Regions from separate parts of the Sus scrofa genome. Here region 1 is linked to region 2. The links are chromatin contacts, called in public Hi-C maps. All regions are on one chromosome and are shown on one strand. Each heading gives the region's core, a stretch centred on a gene start, on an enhancer-like site or on the middle of the called end of the contact. The rest is flanking DNA. Distances are from core to core; before and after follow the strand shown. Region 1 holds the start of LAMC1 (laminin subunit gamma 1). Region 2 holds the start of SHCBP1L (testicular spindle-associated protein SHCBP1L).

Region 1 (5,583 bases), core at 2,886-5,385, 62 kb after region 2:
TCCCTGGCCTTGCTCAGTGGTTTGAGGATCCGGCATTGCCATGAGCTGTGGTGTAGGTCACAGATGTGGCTCAGATCTGGTGTTGCTGTGGCTGCGGCGTAGGCCAGAAGCTGTAGCTCCAATTCACTCCTAGTCTGGGAACCTCCATATGCTGCGGGTTCGGCCCTAAAAAGACAAGAGACAAAAAAAAAAAAAAAAAAAAAAAAAAAAAAAAAAAAAATCCCATTTGATAACTTAAAAAACTTAGAAGTTTGAGAAAGCTGTTCCTTTACACTTTTCTCTACCATGATCTTTACACAACAGAAAAGCTAACAGCTCTGGACAGGGAGTCAGGAAGTGCAGGCTCCCATTTTGACTTTGCTGTTTCTTACTCTCTTTGAGCTTTAGTTTCCTCAACTCTACATGATTAATATCCCTGGCTTCAGAGTTATTACCTTTTGAAAAGTGTAAAACAAAATGTAAATATAGATCAACATCATTGTTAGTAGTAACTGTTATATTTAGTGTGCAAACTAAATTAAAAGCTAAATCTTAGAGTGGTGCAAAGGCTTGAGAAGAATATAGGGAAATGAAGTCAGAAAGACTAAGGAATAGAAAAATAAACACATTGGTAATTATAAAAGGATAAAAAAGGACCAAGTTGCAATGTAAAAGGTCAATACAACCTTTTAAAGTATTTTTCTAATTATGTCACGCCGGCTCGTCTTGATGTAGAAGGCATCTTGTGTTTTCTTCAGCCTTGTAACCTGCCCCCTTCTGGTAATGGCAACCTCTTTCCTAGGAGGACTGCTTCTCTGAAACTCCATGGTTTCCTGGTGGGCTGCTTAATCACATTACTCTATTCACCTCATGAAGGGTGGGTATGCTCAGGAATTTGCAGTGACCCAAGTCAAGGAAATCAGCATCCTTTCTTGAAGTTAGTCATACAGATCCTGATAGGGAGAAATCTCTTTTCTCTGGAGTTCAAAGAGGAATTTAAGAAAAAAAAAAAAATTGACGGTACATCTCCTCTCTCATCCTACCCTTCTTGCAGCATAGAGGCACTGGTGATTGGGCACTTACACCATCTTTTATTCTTCTCCTTTCTTACTTTTTCTTTTTTTGTTGCCCACACCCACGGAATATCGAAGTTCCCAGGCCAGGGAAGGAATCTGAGCCACAGTTGCAGCCCACACCACAGCTTTGGCAATGCCAGATCCTTAACCCTTTATGCTACAGTGGGAGCCTCCTAAGACCATCTTTTTAGGGATCTGAATTCATCTCTCCCACCTTCAAAATTTTCTTCTCAGCACATTTTTCATCACATTTGTTTACTAGAAAATGGAGTCTTTAAGCAGTTAAGAACATGTATTAAAGGGCTCCAGAATTTTTTTAAAAAAGGCTACTTGAAGTGAGAGAAAATCTCACCACTTTCACTTAAGAACAAAACAAAACAAAACCAAACAAAGTCTACTTGGTCAACAGTGACATCTCCAAGTACTTAAAATACTTAATTTGGCAGAGTTCCCTGGTGACCTAGTCATTAAGGATTTTGCATTGTCACTGCTGTGACTTGGGTTCCATGGCCCAGGAATATGCCACAGGTATGGCCAAAAAAAAAAATCCTAAAAACAAACAACTCCCCCAAACAACCCCAACGACAACTTAACTTTTTATTATCAAAGATAAAATTAGTGTTTAAATTTCCCAAATTGTCTTAAAATTTGTTTTAACCTTTGGTTAAAATTTTTCTCATCAAGCACATTGGCTTGTTACAATTTTATCTCTCTTCAAAATAGGTATCTCCTTGTCACACCCCTGTGATGGGTAACAGAATTCAGAAATCAGTTTAAAGTCTCTTTATGGGCTTTACAAATACCAGACGAGGTTCTGGTAATGAAACTGTGGGGTAGATAAACGTAAGTAATAGCTTGAAGTTGCCCTTGGACATTGGAACTCAAGGGAACACTGACAAGGAAATATGTAAATTTGCAGCCTTTGGAGTCTCCTTACCTTTAACTGTTTGACCAGGGGGAAAACAAAAGGAGACCCACTGTTTGGTTTGCTATTACCTAATAAAATACTTAAAATTTATAAGACAAATGCATTAATATATGTATTTAAATATACTTATTAAAATTATCTGTAGCTTTATTCACAACTGAAATCCTTATCTTTGTCCTTTATGCCCTCGTCTGTTCTCAAGAACAATCAAGGACCGAGAGAGACTGTCATCCCCTCTAAGTATAAATGAATGCATTTATTTTATTCCCAGGCAAACATGAAAGGATTAAAACATTGTTACAGTTCCACAGCTTTCTTCACCCAAAGAGTCAATGGCAAGGGGTGAGCAGTTAGAGACTCAGCCATGCATAATCTCCACCCATCTCATCAAATAAATTAAAAATATAAGTGGTCTATGTATATCCTAAGCAGACTCACCATTTTGGTAAGTCCCCTAACCCATCGTCCTCCCATTATCCTTAAGGTCCTCCTAGATTTAACACTGACCCCAACCAACCACAGTAACCTAACATTTACTTATTTCATTTTATCACATTCCCATTACCCCTCTCTTAACAGGACTACTGGGTCCAAAACTAGGTATGCCTCCCACTCCTCCCCAGCGTATTTATTATTCTCACTTTACTGTTAGGATCGATTTTTTTTTTTTTTTCCTCAAACCGTCTCAAGAGCATCCCGAAGAACACCCACTTTGCTTGGGGACGCCAAAAGTTTAAAACCCGCCGCCCTCGGGCCATCCACTTTTACAGCACCCTCCCTTCGCGTCTTTGCCTGTCGTATCAGCACTGGGTAAGCGCCCAGGTTCTGATCTCGGACTAAACCTCATGATCTTCTGGCTCAGGTTCTGTGAACTGAGTCATTCTGGCACGGAGAATATTCCGTGACTCAGCAGGCCCGAAAAGGAGGATGTCAGAGCCAGATAATTTCGAGTCTTTTAAAGGCAAGCTGGGGAACATAAACAACACAGTGGAAGAATTTCGCAGTGGGTCTGCGTACCCAAGGGAAAAATGTCATTCCATTCCCAGCCTTTTCACTTCCTTCCATGCCCCTGTTAAACGACTGGTTATACTTTAATTCAGAGGCAGGAAACCGGCTTCAGAAAACTCATTTTGATGCTTCGACCAGGCCCTTTATTCTCTGGGGACCGTGGCAGCCCCCTGACACCCCGGGACCTCTCCTCGGAAAGCTCTGGAGCCAGCCCCGCGCAGCTGAGGCCATTCCCGGGGCGGCCGGCTTGGGTAGGAGTCTGCGGGCAGTCCCCGCGTTTAGGTCCCTCGGGTCCCCGCCCCAGGGCGCGGCCCACTGGACTCAGGGACCGACACCTGGCGGGGCGGGGATCCGCGTTTCAGCGGCCCGGGTGCCGGGCCCAAAGGCCCACGCCGAGCGACATCGCCGATTTGGCGTCGCCCCTTTTACGCGCCCTTCGTTGACCCCTCCCGAAATCGGAGTCTCCGTGGACAGGACCCCGGGGTACCCCGGCGTCTCCCTCCTGCGGGGCGCTGGCTCTCCGCAGCCTCCCCTTCCCTCCCGGCATGCACCGCCCCGCCGTCCCTCCCTCCCTACTCCTCCCGCTTCCCGGCTCCCCGCCCACCCCTCGCGCCCCTCAAGGCCCCTCCCCCGCCGATCGCGCGCCGCGGGCCCGAGCACGAGATGCCGCCGCCCCCGCCGCCGCCGCCGCGAGTCGCCGGGGCGGACGCGCAGTCCACGGCGCGCGGAGAGTGGAGGAGCAGCTGCGGGGGCCGCGCGAACTGCTGAAAGACGCCTGGTTTGGGCTTTCTCTTGGCCAGACCCCACCCAACCCTGCCGATCCCACCCCCTGCTCCTTCCTCCTCGGGGGCGCGCACTTGGGCACGCGCTCGGAAGTCGGGGGTCGGCGGCGAGTGCGGGCTGTGTCCCGGGTAGGTGCGGGAAGCGCGGAGGCGGCGCGCGGGGCAGTGGTCAGCGAGCCGTGCAGTCCTCGCTAGGGGCACCCACCGGCCCGTCTCTTCGGCGCGAGCCCCCGCCACCGCCCGTCCGGAGAGTCCGGCGCCTGGGCCCCGAGGCTCAGCCAGCGGAGCGGCCTCCGAGGGACGCCGCCGGGCTGGAGCAACGCGCCCTTGCCTTTGCTGTGGCCCTGAGCGCGGGCGGCGGGATGAGCAGCAGCACGAGGGCCGCGCCGGCGCTGCGGCCACGGGGCCGCCTCTGGCCAGTGTTGGTTGTGCTGGCGGCCGCCACGGCCGGCTGCGCCCGGGCAGCCATGGACGAGTGCACGGACGAGGGCGGGCGGGCGCAACGCTGCATGCCCGAGTTCGTCAACGCCGCCTTCAACGTGACCGTGGTGGCCACCAACACGTGCGGGACTCCGCCTGAGGAGTACTGTGTGCAGACCGGGGTGACCGGGGTCACCAAGTCCTGTCACCTGTGCGACGCCGGGCAGCCCCACCTGCAGCACGGGGCAGCCTTCCTGACCGACTACAACAACCAGGCCGACACCACCTGGTGGCAGAGCCAGACCATGCTGGCCGGCGTGCAGTACCCCAACTCCATCAACCTCACGCTGCACCTGGGTAAGCGGTGACAGCCCTGTCCCCTACTACTGCTCGCCAGCAGCTCAGCTCCCTGGCCCGCTTCACCTTTGAATCAAAGCGGGGTCCAAACAGCCGCATGCTGGCTTTCTGCTCCCCGGCATGGGCCACTCAGAGGTTCCCTTCTCCACCTTCTAAACGTCCCGCTAGCCAAGAGGCTTCCCGCCAGCATCTCTTTGCCTTCCTACTCTTAACCGGGGTTTTCTCTCCCTTGATTATTTGTCATTTCGGCCGTTTTGTTCATTCTTTTCCGAAACGTTAATCGCTTGTTCTCTTTAAGCACTTCTACCTTGTTTAAATGTTTTTCTCTCCCGCGTTGAGGATGATTGCTGTTTGCTCTGCTGAATAAGCTAGAGAGGAAAGGGTCTAAGGGGATTTGAGGGGAGCAAATGCCTTTACTGTCGCTGTTGCCTATGTGTAATTAAAATAGACGTTCAACTTTAAAGTTATTGTTCTTTAAGGTTGTTCAACTTTAATTGAGGGTCCCAAAGCGATTTCACTGCTAATCTTGGGACAGAGAAAACAAAAGGAGGTTTCTGCAACTCGCTGTGGTTGTTGGGTACAGTTTTGTCCTGGATAAAAAGGCTCTCCTTACTGTCTTCCCTTTTGCTTTGATTCAAAGTAAGTGTGGAAAGATGTGTAAATAACCTTTTAGAAATCAGGAAAGGGATGTATAGAAAACTTCACTGCTGGGTGGTGGACGAGGATGGACATGTTGTTGCCACAGTATTACAGATCATGTTTGATCTGGGTCAGTTTTTCTTCATCAGTGAAATAGACAAGTGCAGTGATTCATTATTGTGTTTAACAGAGTAACATGCGAGAAACTGACATTTGAGGTGTAGAGCTTCACTCTCTGTGGCCTTGAAAGATGTGATTTTACCGTAGCTGATAGCAATGAACTTCCAGAGAGAACAGAGTGCCAAGCCATTCTTCTGTCAAGGCAGGTTAATTCTGTAAGGCTAGTAACATTATTTGGGGAACCTCTGAAAGGAATGTTTGGTAGGCACATGGT
Region 2 (4,995 bases), core at 829-3,328:
CATAAGTATATCTATAGCTCCTGAAGAATATAGCTACTACATCTGCATGGTTTTCCATTATATGAAGCCACCACAGTTCTTTATAGCCCCCATTCAGAAATTTAGTTTCCAGTTTTTAAATTTTATAAATGTCAGTGCAGTGAAATCCTTCTACACAAATTCTTCTGCTATAACTTAAAAGAAAAAAAAAAGAGTTCCTACTGTGGCTCAGTGGTAACGAATCCGACTAGTATCCATGAGGACTCGGCTTTGATCCCTGGCCTCACTCACTGGGTTAAGTATCTGGTGTTGCCATGAGCTGTGGTGTAGGTTGCAGGGGCGCCTCAAATCTGGCACTGCAGTGGCTGTGGTGTAGGGCCATAGCTGCAGCTGTGATTAGACTCCTAGCCTGGGGACTTCCATATGCCACATGTGAGGCCTTAAAACGCAAAAAATAAAAAAGTTAGAAATATACAATATTTGCTCTATTTTCTTTACAAAGCCTCATTCCACATCCTAGACTGATGTCTGGGAATGATTCTTAAAGTGTAAACGTTTTTAGTATTGTGTAAAAGTCAAGGCTAAATAATCTTATCCTTCTGTTTGGGCACACTTTTTTTTTTTTTTTTTTTTTTTTGATCTTTTAGGGCTACACTTGCGGCATATGGAAGTTCCCAGGCTAGGGGCTGAATTGGAGCTAGAGCTGTTGGCTTATGCCACAGCCACTGCAACGCTGGTGCCTTAACCCACTGAGCTAGGCCAGGGATAGAACCTGCATCTTCATGGATACTAGAAAAGTTCCTTACCGCTGAGCCACAGCAGGAACTCCCTGGGCACTGATTGTTATATGAAAACAAGATGCCTACCTGGGCACTAATAAGGTCTATCTATCTTCAACCATCGGAAAACCAGAGAATTATTCTATCAAAACTGTCCCCTTAACTGATATATCGTCTGTTTGAAGGAAAATCTAATTGTAACTCTTTTAACAGGGTCTGGATACCTCTAACAAAGTGAAATCCCTATAAATGTTTAGCACATGTATTTTGTTGAAATGCAAGCTTTTCTTTCTTTCTTTCTTTTTTTTTTTTCTTTTTTTTTTTGCCACTCTGCGGCATATTGGAGCTCCAGGGTCAAGGATGAGATCCAAGCCGCAACCGCGGCAATGCAGGATGCTGTGCCCGCTGTGCGGGACAGGGGACGCAACCCGCGTCCCAGCGCTCCCAAGAGGCTGCCCATCCTGTCGCGCCACAGCGGGAGCTCTGAAATGTAGGCTTTCTTTGTGCCCTCGGTACCCCATCACCACAAAAGGAAGCCCCGAGTCCGTCTAGGCTGGATTCCCGCCCTTCTCCGTCTCCTTCTCACCTTGCAGTCCTGCAGGATCCCGTCGCAATACAGCGCCACCTTCTCGTCCCGCCACATCCCCCTCGTAGGGGACACGCAGACTGGGGGCAGCGGCTGCGCCTCTTCGTCATCCTCCTCCAGCACCGACAGAAGGGGCTCCTCCTTCTCGTCGGGCCCCTCCCCCGGGCCCTCGGCCTGAGAGACCGACAGGAGCTGGAGTCGCCGCCGGGCCGCCTCCCGGCCCGCTTTCCCCTTCACGCGACGAGGGGAGGCCACCACCGACCGCACCGGGGACACGACGCTCTTCAGGGTCCCTGCCGCCTCCAACTCCCCAGTGGGCGCGGAGACAGTCTTCTCGCCTCGCCGGCCGGGGCTGACGGTTCGGACCGAGTCTTCAGGCACCGCGGGCCTGGGTCCCGACGCCATGGCCGCAGCACCCTGACGGCCAGCGGCGGCCGTTGGCCACTTCTCCCGCCCGGACGGCGCGGGCCAATGGGCGAGCAGAGGCCTCAGGGCCCGCAACGTGCGCGGCGGCGGCTCGCGGGGATCCCGCTGCGGCGTGGGGCGCTCGGCGCGGCCCGTGTCCGAAGGGGTTCTGGAGGTTGAGGTGAGTAGGGCTGCTGCGGGGCGGGCGCGACGGGGCGGGGCGGAAGGAAGGTTCTGGAAGAGTTGGACCGCGTGGCCTGAGGCGGGGGAGGGGCGCCACTGCTCTGGGAGTCCGCCCCCCGGCTGCTGGCTCTGACCTCACCCCGCTCGCCTCAGAACTCTCCAGAAACAGAATTGCCTCCTCGGGGAGGGTTGCCATGGGCTCCTCAGGCGTTTTCAGGGTGACCCTGAGTCGCCCTCCGGGTCCTCAGGTCCGAACAAGCGGAGGCAGCACCCAACCCTCCAGCACACCCATGGCCGCACAGACACAGCCTGAAAGAAAATTTATTGGTAAACTGGGTGGCGATGATAACTGGAACTTTCTGGTGATTACTAGAGGAACTTCGTGGGGAGTCCGGAGACCTCGGTTTCCCGCAGCATCTGCACAGGGTTCCCAAAATAAAATTTCTTTGACATTTTAAGCAAGACAGTTTCTGCCAAGAAGGGTAAGGTAGTCTATTTTCATGTCCCTTTGTGCTGCTGAAAATTCTCACGTGAGAGACTATATTATGTAACTGTGAAGCTGGGCGCTCGTGTCCAGCTGAGAGTAATGTGCGCGAACTGTGAACACTTTCACAGTAAAAGTCTACTCCACGGAATACAATTTGGACGGCAGGGACCACTCGTTTCTGTTTTTTTTTTTTTTTTTTTTTTTTTTGCTATTGAACCTAAGCGGAGCCAATTGGAATAACTTTTGTTTATAGTCCAGCTGTGAAGTACTGCACTGGGGCTGACAGCTCCCACGGAGAGAAACAGCATTGGGAAAACACCTGCCTGCCTTCACCCTCATCTGGAAGGACATTGTGTTAAATTTGGAGTTTATTTTGAGGAAAATATTAGGATTAATATCGTGTTACTCTAGCTCAGGGAATAATTACAACATTCATCATGTTTGACTCTTAAGTTTATTACTTTCTTTTTTTTTTTTTTTCTTTTTAGGGCCGTAGCTGCAGCTATGGAAGCTTCCAGGCTAGGGGTGAAATTGGAGCTACAGCTGCTGGCCGACACTCGACAGCAATGCCAGATCCCAGCCATCTCTCGCCACCTACACCAGGGCTCATGGCAGTGTTGACTAAGCTGGGCCAGGGATGGAAACTGCATCCTCATGGATACTAGTCAGGTTCATAACCCGCTGAGCCTCCAAGTTTATTCCTTAAAGTTGATTCCTCTAAGTTTATTCCTTCCTCTAAACTTCCTCTAAGTTTATTCCTTTTGTCAGAAGTCCTGGATTTTTTTTTAATGATTCTCTAATTATAGATTTCATTTACCACAAGTGGATAGTTTACACCAGCATTCTTCAGAACGTTGGTTTTAATAAATTTTGTATTTTTTTTAAATTCCAAGGTTCAGAATAATAGAGACCACTTGTCTTAGTCTAAAGTTTAAAAACAACAGCTGCCTCCCAGGGGAAGGAAGGAAGAAAGGGAGGGAGAGAGGAAGGGAGGGAAGGGAAAAGAAAACAAGTATTTGTAAGGGAGCTGCTATGTGCCAGGCAATGCATAGATACCGAAGTTCTAGACATAAAATACAAAATTCTGTTCTCATAATCCTAGTGAAGGGGACAAATGGGTAAATAGGTGATAGAATTTGGTAAAAACTATGATAAAAACTTATATATACGCACACACATCTATGTTTTAATATATGTGTGTTCCCCACTTTGTGAGAAGAACTGACTTTCCTTCTCAGAAGAAGTGATGCTTAAGCCGAATCTTGGTTATGAAAGCAGTGTCTGTTCCCTGACCCTTTAAAATGGAGCCAGGAGGCCATTGAGGTGGACCTCGCTCGTGTCCTCTCTGGTGGACCATAAACTCTTGAACCAGGCCGAACCACAAATACATTGGACCTTGAGCAGTGTGGGATTTTAGGGTAACAAGGCCCACACAATCAAAAATCCACATATACCTTTACAGCTGGCCCTCTGTCTCTGCAGTTTTGCATCCACAGATTTAACAAGCCAATGGAAGCCTTTGTAATGCACAATGCCCTTTTTTGTCTTTTTCCCCCCTTTTTCCATTTTTTGCCCCTGACTTTTGCTCCCTGATGGGACACTGTTTGGGTTGCAATTCTATGTAATTCTTTGATCCCAAGTAAATATTTTTTGCCTGATTATTGCCTCCTAGGTTAATTTAGATTGACAGAGTCACCTTCCTTTCCTCCTAGTGTTGACTATAGATGCAAAGTTGGGCTCAGAATTAAGAGAAACTGAAGGGTCCCATGCTGCAAAACCTCTGTCTTACAAAAAGGAGAGAGGAAAAACAGTTCATCATTTTACAGGTATGCTGGTCTGGTATTAGGTACTAGGGATATGGCAAAACACACAGAAATCTCTGAGCTTACATACTGGTTGGGAGACAGACAATAAACATGGTTTTTTTCTTTGTTTTGTTTTTGTTTTTTAGTAGGCCTGCACGTGCAACATATGGAAGTTCTCAGGCTAGGAACTGAGTTGGAACTGCAGCTGGAGCCTACACCACAGCCAAAGCAATGTGGGATCCAAGCCACATCTGCAATCTACACCACAACTCACAGCAGTGCCGGGTCCTTAACCCACTGAGGTAGGCCAGAGATTGAACCTGCATCCTCATGGATACTACTGGGATTTGTTACCACTGAGCCTCAACAGAACTGTCTAAACATGTTTTTTTAAGAGAAATAAAATTCTTCGGAGAAATGAAAATATACATCCTCATAAAAACTTGTACACGAGTGTTCATAGCAGCATTATTTATAATATCCAAAAAAGTAGAAAGAACGCAAATATCCATCAGCTGATAAACAGAAAAGGAAATGTGGTTATTTGGCCACGGAAAGAAATGAAGTACTGATACACACTACAACATGGAAGAACCTTGAAAACATGCTACGAGAATAGAGTTGGTTACTAGAGTCTGCGTAACAACATGATTCCACTTATATGAAATGCCAGAATAGGCAAAGCTATCGAGAGAGGAAGTAGTTAGTGGTTGCTTAGGAGTGAGGACAGTGGGATGGTTTGAGGGAAAATGGCGACTGACTGCCAGAAGT

What was found. A called contact is a pair of places that touch in the nucleus more often than the background predicts.
Region 1: a contact with region 2 is called in a Hi-C map of skeletal muscle, with 10 times the contacts expected there. The contact joins the promoter of LAMC1 here to the promoter of SHCBP1L in region 2. A contact is called at or near these places in 14 of 47 Hi-C or Micro-C datasets (alveolar macrophages, embryonic fibroblasts, fetal liver and 10 more) and 1 of 2 datasets of contacts at active chromatin or transcription factors (skeletal muscle).

Annotation. Positions count from the first base shown.
Region 1 is chr9:124,279,533-124,285,115 of Sscrofa11.1, forward strand. It overlaps LAMC1 (laminin subunit gamma 1), which reads left to right and starts at 4,136. Exons shown (of 29, transcript NM_001271715.1): 1 at 4,136-4,550. The coding sequence starts at 4,136.
Region 2 is chr9:124,219,772-124,224,766 of Sscrofa11.1, forward strand. It overlaps SHCBP1L (testicular spindle-associated protein SHCBP1L), which reads right to left and starts at 2,079. Exons shown (of 10, transcript XM_021063784.1): 1 at 1,345-2,079. The coding sequence starts at 1,749.